3 separate regions of the Mus musculus genome follow, and all the other regions are linked to region 2. The links are chromatin contacts, called in public HiChIP or PLAC-seq and promoter capture Hi-C maps. All regions are on one chromosome and are shown on one strand. The core of a region is the stretch at or near the end of the contact, and the rest is flanking DNA. Distances in the headings are between cores, read along the strand shown. Region 1 holds the start of B230398E01Rik (a long non-coding RNA gene). Region 2 holds the start of Lingo4 (leucine rich repeat and Ig domain containing 4). Region 3 holds the start of S100a10 (S100 calcium binding protein A10 (calpactin)).

Region 1 (2,700 bases), core at 74-2,573, 590 kb before region 2:
TGTTTTTGGAGTTGGCTCAGCCAGCACAGGGTCTAACATTTAGAAAACTGAATAAATATTTGATGGGCTGATGGCAGAAGCCATAAGGAAAGGGTTCTTGGTGGGAGAAATGGGATACTGGAGGTTTCTGCCAAGCAGTCCTTGGCTCTAATCCAGGAGTAAATTCTACCTCTCCCAGCTGTTTGCTCCAGAGACCGAGGGGCTAGGACTAAGCAGCACAACATTCCAGCTGCCGTCTGTGAGCAAAGGATCAGCTGAGCCTGTCAGGGCACTAAAGCTCAGAGGGAATGCCGCCAGGTCTGAAAGCCTGGCAGGGAGATACGAATCTCTGGGAGTCAAAGGGGTCTTCATTGGTCTTAGAAGACATGGGACGGAGAGGAAATGCGGCCACGTGTGGAGCCTGCCACCCAGTCCCAGCCTGGCCCCACTTACGGAACTGAATGAATTATCAATACTCTCGGTGCTGGAGGAGAGCTCCTGGGAAAGGGCCAGAGGGCAAGGGGAAGAAAGGGTGGGGTTGGGGGGAGGGAAAGAGACAAAGGCAAAGAATTTAGCTCCAACTTGGTTCATAACTGCTTCTCTTGTGCAGCTATATCTGCTTTAGTGAAAGACAGTCAGCCTGAAACTGCCAGTTGCCCAGAGTCTAGACATCTGTGGGATGTTGGAAGGCCAGCTCAGACCTTGAGATCAAAAGCTGAAGGCCAAGGCACCTTCTGTTTTCTGTTTTATCTCCTGTTCTTACCTGAACAAATCTTCCTTTTAGATCAAAATCCTAGAGGCTCACTTCTTTCATACCACTCACTCACATGCCTTCAACCAACCCTGTCCTCAAGGGGACAACCAAAAACTGCAAGACCCTTGTGGTACAAAGTCGATGTTCTTGTAGCTTCTTGGTAATCTCAGGAAGAGCTAAACTCCTCTCAGTCAGCCCTGCGATCACCCTAGGAAGCCTAATCCCAACCTTGAACCTGTGTGACAAAGGGCATCCCAAACCCATGAACCTGAAAGCTGTGGGCTGGATGCTCAAAAAATGCAGTCTTATCTCTTCCAAACCTTCTTAGGCTTACTATCAGGCTACTGCACATGACACTAAATATATTGTATTTTTTGATGTATGTTGGACAATTAGATCCTAACTAAATCCACCTGAGAAAGCTAATTAGAAGGGCGGTGGCAATCTTGATTCCAGCCCAAAGTTTAGATCCCAATAATCTAAATATCACCTCAGCTGAGGGCAGTAACACATGCTTGTAACCTCAGTACTTACAAGGCTGAGGCAGGCGGATCAAGAGCTCAAGGCTAGCCCAGGCTACATACTGAGTCTTTCTTAGAAAACAAATAAAAAATTACAAAATAAACAACATCCCTCCCCTGTGCTAGCTGGTATCTGGGAACAAAGTGAGGGACAGCTCCTTCAGTAATCGTGGAATAGCACTCATGGACTGGGCCATCCATCCTGGATTCTATACACTATATCCTACCTGGGCAGGCAGCAGGAACAGGAGCAAGAGAGGGGGGTCTGGACTAAAGGAAAGTCTTGAGAATTCCTAGAGCAAGAAGGCAGTGGCCATTGCACTCTGTTCTATAGCTAGCATTTCAAGCCTCTGCTTAATTCAATTCTATGACTGAAGTTCTTGATAGAGGCACTACATTTGGGTTTTCCTCAAGAATTTAGGCAGAAGATCATTTGCAGGGTGTAGTCACACTTGGAAACACCCTGCTAAGGCTACAACTCTTCTACTTTGGGTAGAAGTGGGAAGGAAAGAGGCAGTGAAGATGTCAGAATCTGTTATAATCTGCTGGTCCAACTTCTATACTTATGCTAGTTGCAGAAGAAAAAAGGCAGAAAATTGGCCTAGCTGATCCTCTCCCAGACAGGCCCCAGTGGGCTCATTAATGTCCATGGCAGACAGTAGGGTCTCATGATCTGTTCTCCTCCTACTCCCTGGGCCTGAGTCACTTGTACTGAGTCAGCTTCAGGGAGTGAAGCTGAAGCCAGGAGCTGACATCACACCCTTATCAGGCTGGAAAGGCTTCCAGTGTGACATGCAGCAGATGCCTCTGTACAAAGGTTACAGTCCTGAAAAGACAAAGCTAATCTCTTTGAAGTGTCATTATGTAGGGGAGGGTGTGATTAAGGGTTGGTTCCTAAATCACTCTCTGATTCTTGTGCCACCTTGCCAACTCTATGGCAAAATATTTATCATTTGGCTACAAATAGGAAGGAAAATTGAGGCTAAGAACTGCTTTTTTGGGGGGGGTGTATGTGAGTCTGTAGGGAACATAAAGGAATCCTCATAAGAACATGGAAACTTCTGTGAGATCTGGCCAATGAAGAAGAGTTTTGTATGGAGACTCCAGGAAGAAAGTAGCCCTGGGCCTCTTCTCTCCCGGAGCCCCCATTTCACTCTTCTGGAGCTCCTCCATAGTGGGAGGAACACGGGATTAACCAGAACCCGCAAGGACAACCAAGACTGGGAGCCAGTGTCAGGGCACACCCAGGAATTCTCCTATACAATGTCTTGCCTGGGCTTTAGAAAAATGTGTAGTTCATTTTAGTAAGGCACGTGCATACTTAATGCTTCCGTAAACTTTTTAATCAAGATATACACTAACTAGATCCTTATATTGGAGCTAGAGCTTTGTTAAACTTTATCAGTTCCTAGTCCAAGAACAGTATTTTATCCTCCATCCTTTTGC
Region 2 (2,700 bases), core at 154-2,653:
CAGGAGCAAGCTGACACTCCTGGAGGCGGCCTGCTTGCTGTGTTTCCCTGGCTGCAGGTCCTGCACCTCGGGACTTTGAGGCTTCAGGTTTTCTGGGCTCTGTGGCGTTAGCTTTCTGCTGTGTGTCCTATTTTCTCGCATGTAGAATACAGGAGGAGCTGCAGCTCTCCTTTCCTTCCTACACTCCAGGAGAATCATTCTGGAGACTCTCCTCCAGCCACTTCAGAGGATAACGCAGTTGGGAAACTAAAGAAAGATACCAAGTTCAGTCCTCAGTATGGACGCAGAGGAAAGAGCAGAAGGGATACAGGACACTGTTGTGGGATCACTTGGGGAGGGGAAAGAGTAGCAAGGGGCAGCAGCAGCTGTCTCTCTCCTCCCCCTTTCAGGGCCTAATGGGCATCTGTGTGGTACTAAGAGTTCCCAGCCTCTCCTGTCCACCTGACAGCTAGCCCTTCATCACTGTTGCTGCACTTCCTGTTCATCACTTCGCTCTGCATTCAGCAAAAGTGCAGTGAGGCGTGTGTGCCAGCGCCCTTTCTCCTGCTTACATGAGTTTTCTCTTTGTCCCCAAAGCCTGCTAGCCCAGTGGCTGGGGGACTTAGGGTCAACATCTTTTATTTATAAGGTGGCCAATTTAATCAGTCTTCCTTTGTTATCCTCTATGACTACAGGACTGGTCTCTGGTCACTTTGCAAGAAGAGATGGATGGATGTTACAAAACTCTTTCTCTTCCCCTGGGGTCTAGAGTCTGGGGCACTGCCCCCTCAGGGAGATGGAGCTTTCTTGTCTATGTGGCAGCCACAGATTCATTCGAGCACATATCCACTTTAAAGCATGCCAGATTGAGGCATGGGGACCTGCATGGTGAAGGGGCACTTAGGAGAGAGATTTTTGGAGTATCCACACAGATTAGGAGGGCAGCTTTTTAGAGGCTAAAAAAAGCGGGGGGGGGGGCTCCTTGGACTCTCCCTACCAGGGGTACCTGGGACATTTTAGTTTTCCAATCACAGGATGAATGGTCAGCTAGGGTAGAGGGGAAGCTCTCTTTCCTGTAGGCTATTTAACATGGCCTTGTCTTTGAGAATGCCATGGGAAAGGGCAGCTGAGACGTGCCCACAGAGGGGCAGGGGCACTTACCGGAGAAGCTGGGGGGTGGCATCAAGTTGGGCGCTGCATCTCTCCAGGGCTGGGGCCTGTCCCATCCGAGCTGCACCTTGGCCTCTCCACCTTCCCCGTGTGTCTGAGTCCCCACTCCCCACTGCCCGGCAGCCTGCCGCATCAGCCGGCTGGCAAGACTGCTGTTGCTGCCGCCGCTACTGCGGTCGCGCTGCCAAGACCAAAGGAGAGAAAAGAGCCAGGAAGCATTTTTTTCTTTTTTTTTTTTTTTCCCTCCTCTTCTCTCTTTTTAAACCAGAATGAGTCTGCAGCAACCCTGTTGGTGCAAAATAAATAAATAAAGCAACCAGGGAGGGCTGCAGCAAGCGCCACTACGGGATGACGAATCGAATCGGGGGAGGAACTGAAGAGGGGACCCAGGGCTGGGGCAGGGTCTGCTACGGAGACAGCCTGGGAAGCTTGAGAGAGTTTTGACATCCTGGTTCCTCCTGGGGAGCTAGAGAGCTCCCGGGACACCGCTTCCACAGCCTCTAGTCTTTTAGATGCAGGGCAATTCTGTGCAATTTCTAAATCTAAACGGGCCTGTGGGTATCATTTGTTGGAAGTTCTTAGTCTAGAATACCTTCCTTCAGTTTAGCTTGCCATTTCTCTTGTGTCAGGTATCTGAGCACCAGTCTCCCTGGTGGATTGCTTAGCTGAGGGAGAATCTTGGGCGGTGTGTGTGTGTATGTGTGTGTGCTAAAATTCTTATAAAACAGATAAATTGCTGGCTTGACACAGAAACAAAACTGCAGGGCAAGCATGTATCCTAGGCAGTCACATTCAAGTCTCCCAACACCCGACATGTGTGCCCTGCACCCTTGTACAAGCACGCAGGCACGATACACTTCCAGCCTTTGAAATCGTTTTATAAAGAATGGCACAAGTTGGGATTTATGTTTACTTGGCTAAACCCTTCCTCTGAGAGAAAAAAAAAAAAAAAAAAAAAAAAACCTCCCTCCCTCTCATCTGCTGCTTATACCTCCTAGGAGAGTCTGCAGCTTTACAAAACTGAGAGAAATTCTGAGCAAGACTATGGAGGAGAAACAGGTCCCTGTCCTGTTCCTAGTCTCTCCATCATGTGGAGTCAGCAGCACACAGGTACAGAGCAGGGGATGGCGCTGCCTTCCTTCCTCATAGCGTAGAGACTGAAGTCAAGGGCATCTTCCCGGGTGCTGGTCCTTGGGTTTTCCGGCTGGTTAGTATCCGGTCCTCTGCTTCTCTTAGGGACAGAGGACAGCTGGAGCTGGGATGAATTCTGGTGTCCTGTATGAATTAGAACCTCAGGCTTCTCAGAGCTGCAACCTCAAGGAAGAGATTGTGTGCCAGAGGGAAAGTCTACAGAATGGTGTCACTGGGGGCAGAGCCTCTGTGTGCTCCACCTGTGTGGATGTGTGTCTCTGATTAGACTGCTAACGAATCTGACACTTTTAAAGTGTGCAAAGAGGTTTCCATTCTAATTTTTCCAGTGATGTTTTTCTTCATACCCAAACCCCATAAAACAGTTATCTTGGGACCTTATCTCCACCCCACCCTCATTCT
Region 3 (2,737 bases), core at 130-2,629, 840 kb after region 2:
CTCCAACGTCGGGCATTATCGTTTGCAATTTGCTGAAACACACCGAAGGCAAGCTCTCTGACAGAGAGTTTCTACCTAATTTGAAGTATAACATGCAAAAATCCACTCCTGGAAGCTGAAACTGAAGCTTGGGGAATGGGGGGGGCGGGGGGGAGAGAGACAGACTTGGAATGGTTCTGCCAGTCTAATTACTGCCCTTCCAGGCAGCTCAGACAAGAAACCCCTCCTGCAGGTTGGTGGCCAGTTAGTTGTGACTCATTTCCTCTTGGAAAATGCCCTGGAAGATGGCACAGTTCCTCTTTTCCTTCAGGGAGCGATCTGTTCAAACCATCCACAGAGAATCAGCAACCAGCTAGGCCACACCCAAGGTCTCACAGCTGAGTCACAGGCCACAGATCACTAGGAGAATCCAGGAACCCTTTGTGCTAGCCCCACCCTGCAGAATGTGTCTGGCTTTCCTGGGGTGGGGGGTGGGGGTAGGAAAATGAGGGAGGTGGGTCCTGTGGATTTCAGAATGTGGATCCGGGCTCTGCTGGTCTGTCACATTTCTGTTTTGCTTGCCACCCACTCAGCAATTTCTCCAGAGTCCTCCCAGGCAGGGCTAGGAAAGAGGTCAGTCATTCCTGTTGCCAAGCTCAGGCCGTGAAGCAGGTACGTCCCTCTCACTGCACCACATGAAAATTAATCCCAGACTGAAGATTCTTCACCAAGCCTGCTCTCTCGTTCCATCTCTCTCTGGTTCCCTTTATTTAATCCGAGTAGCTAGAGGAACACTTGGTAGAGAGACAGAAAGTCCTACTTTAAAGATCCTTCCGAAGCAACCTGGAATTTGCACTGAGGCTAAGGCAACAAGCAGAGCAGGGTCCTTCAGAAAGGGAATCCTCCAGCTGCCAAGCCTCCAGTCCTCCCTGGCCAAAGCGGCTCAAACAGCCTGAGCTCTGCCTGTAGCCTGAAGCTTCATGGAACTGCCAACTAGGACAGAGCGCAAGCAGGTTCTGCTAAACTCCAGTTAACTCTAAGACTAGTTGCAAAGTAGAAAAGATGAGAATGAAGAACCACATGCCGAAAAGGAGAACAGAACAGCGGCTCCAACGCCAGGATGGGGTAGCTCCAGACAAGACTGGCCTCCGCCCCAGCGAGTCTGGGGGCATCCGAAGCAGTGTGCGAGCTGGAGGGGTGGCCCCACCCAGGCTCGCGGGGCGCGGCTCCTCGCGAAGCCTGGCTGGAGGCCGAAGCAAGCGGGTGTGGGGTTCCCAGAGGGCAGATATTAGGTGCGGGACTCACCTGGGCCCCGAAGCGCAGCAGTCCTTGGAAGAGCTGGGCACACCACGATGAGGCTAGTGCCGAAGACCGCGCGTCTTTGTACGCGAGGCGGGTACAGAGGGCGGAGGCGCCCCGGAGCGGGAGGAGCCTGGAGGGCAGGCATCTGCCCTCCCCACCCATCCCTCCCTTCCTGCCCCCCACCCCGCCCCACCAGCGCTCTCTCTCTCTCTCTCTCTCTCTCTCTCTCTCTCTCTCTCTCTCTCTCTCTCTCTCTCTCTCTCTCCTTCTCTCTCCAAAACACAAGGCAACACACACGCACACACACACCCTTCCCACTCTGCCAACAGACTAACTTTGCCCGTCCCCAGGGACAGCCCTATTGTAAACGTCCCTGCGGAAGAATGCTCTTAGTATTTCAGGGCATTCTCATCCAGGGCCGTGCCCTTCCTCTCAGGTTTGATTTTAGAAAGTGGGTGAGTGTAGAAATAAGAATCCAGCCGTCTCGGGAGGCACAATGGCCAGAACCAGAGCCAAGAGCCTCTGCGAGAACCTGCAGGGTTAGGAATAATTTCCTAGATAAGCAGGAGGAACGCTTCTACACCTAGCTTGCTCTAGGACCTGGTCTTGGGGTCGCCTGTGTTGAGTGCAGAAGCAAGGCCCCTGGGCTTCAGCCTAGCCTTGCCACCACTGAGTGGTGAGGATCAGGGCGTGTCCTAGTGCTTGTCAGCTTCAGGAGCTTCTTTGTTACAGGGTTCACCTTTCCTGGTACAGTTTGTGATTTTGCTTGGTCGATAGTTTCAGCTGTGGCCAATATTACTAAGATCTGTTTCGGAGCCCCCTTCTTGACTCTACTTGGCTCTAAAAAGCTCTTTGGAAGAAACTTCTGGAAGATATTTAGAGACGACTGAAGTGTATCCTAACTGACAACCACACCCTTCCCTGATACTTAACATTATTTGTGGTTTGGGATTAAATGCAGTTATTGGTGACACAGCCCAGTCCCTAGCACTGGGGTTTCCCCTGTTCCCAGGGGAAGTCCTAGAAAGGATGAGAGATTCCAAAGGGATAAACAGAATTAGGGAATTCTCTATGCGCCACCACGTGACAGTCTCGGCAGAGGTCAGGAAAATCCAACTTGGATCAGCTCTGTTTTCTCCAGGGTCTCTGAAACCTCAGTTCTGGCTCTTCAAAAGCAGTTTTTCCTTCCAAATCTTCCCACAGGCCTCCCCAGGTCGTCGCAGCTGTGGAGGAAATCTCAGGGAAAATGTGATCGAATTTAGAATACTCCTACTCACTGGTTTTCTGGGGCATGAGCCTTAGAATGTTTAGTTTGTGCTAGAGCCTGTTGATTCAGAGATGGGGAATCAGTTTCTTCTTTCAAAGAGCGCCGAGGTTTCTGAAGATATTGTAAACAATTCCCTATGGTTGATGAGCAGTACAAGAATGTTGGACAGGGGCTTCTAAGGCCCCATAG

What was found. Promoter capture Hi-C pulls out the DNA fragments that hold promoters and counts their contacts. HiChIP or PLAC-seq counts read pairs in DNA pulled down with a chosen protein or histone mark.
Region 1: a contact with region 2 is called in a promoter capture Hi-C map of hippocampal neurons, with 2.2 times the contacts expected there. The contact joins the promoter of B230398E01Rik here to the promoter of Lingo4 in region 2. A contact is called at or near these places in 10 of 39 promoter capture datasets (the 3T3-L1 cell line, cranial neural crest, frontonasal cranial neural crest and 6 more) and 1 of 484 Hi-C or Micro-C datasets (embryonic stem cells).
Region 3: a contact with region 2 is called in an H3K4me3 HiChIP or PLAC-seq map of bone marrow-derived macrophages, with 7 times the contacts expected there. The contact joins the promoter of S100a10 here to the promoter of Lingo4 in region 2. A contact is called at or near these places in 4 of 39 promoter capture datasets (cranial neural crest, maxillary cranial neural crest, pre-B cells and 1 more) and 1 of 115 datasets of contacts at active chromatin or transcription factors (bone marrow-derived macrophages).

The regions. Positions count from the first base shown.
Region 1 is chr3:94,987,080-94,989,779 of GRCm38.p6, reverse strand. B230398E01Rik (a long non-coding RNA gene) reads left to right here and starts at 1,323. Exons shown (of 4, transcript XR_003954666.1): 1 at 1,323-2,700. The region is part of intron 2 of Pi4kb (phosphatidylinositol 4-kinase beta); the gene reads right to left.
Region 2 is chr3:94,397,922-94,400,621 of GRCm38.p6, reverse strand. It overlaps Lingo4 (leucine rich repeat and Ig domain containing 4), which reads right to left and starts at 1,403. Exons shown (of 2, transcript NM_177250.2): 1 at 1,141-1,403. The coding sequence starts at 1,205. Rorc (RAR-related orphan receptor gamma) reads right to left here. Exons shown (of 11, transcript NM_011281.3): 11 at 2,346-2,700.
Region 3 is chr3:93,553,759-93,556,495 of GRCm38.p6, reverse strand. S100a10 (S100 calcium binding protein A10 (calpactin)) reads right to left here and starts at 1,379. Exons shown (of 3, transcript NM_009112.2): 1 at 1,285-1,379.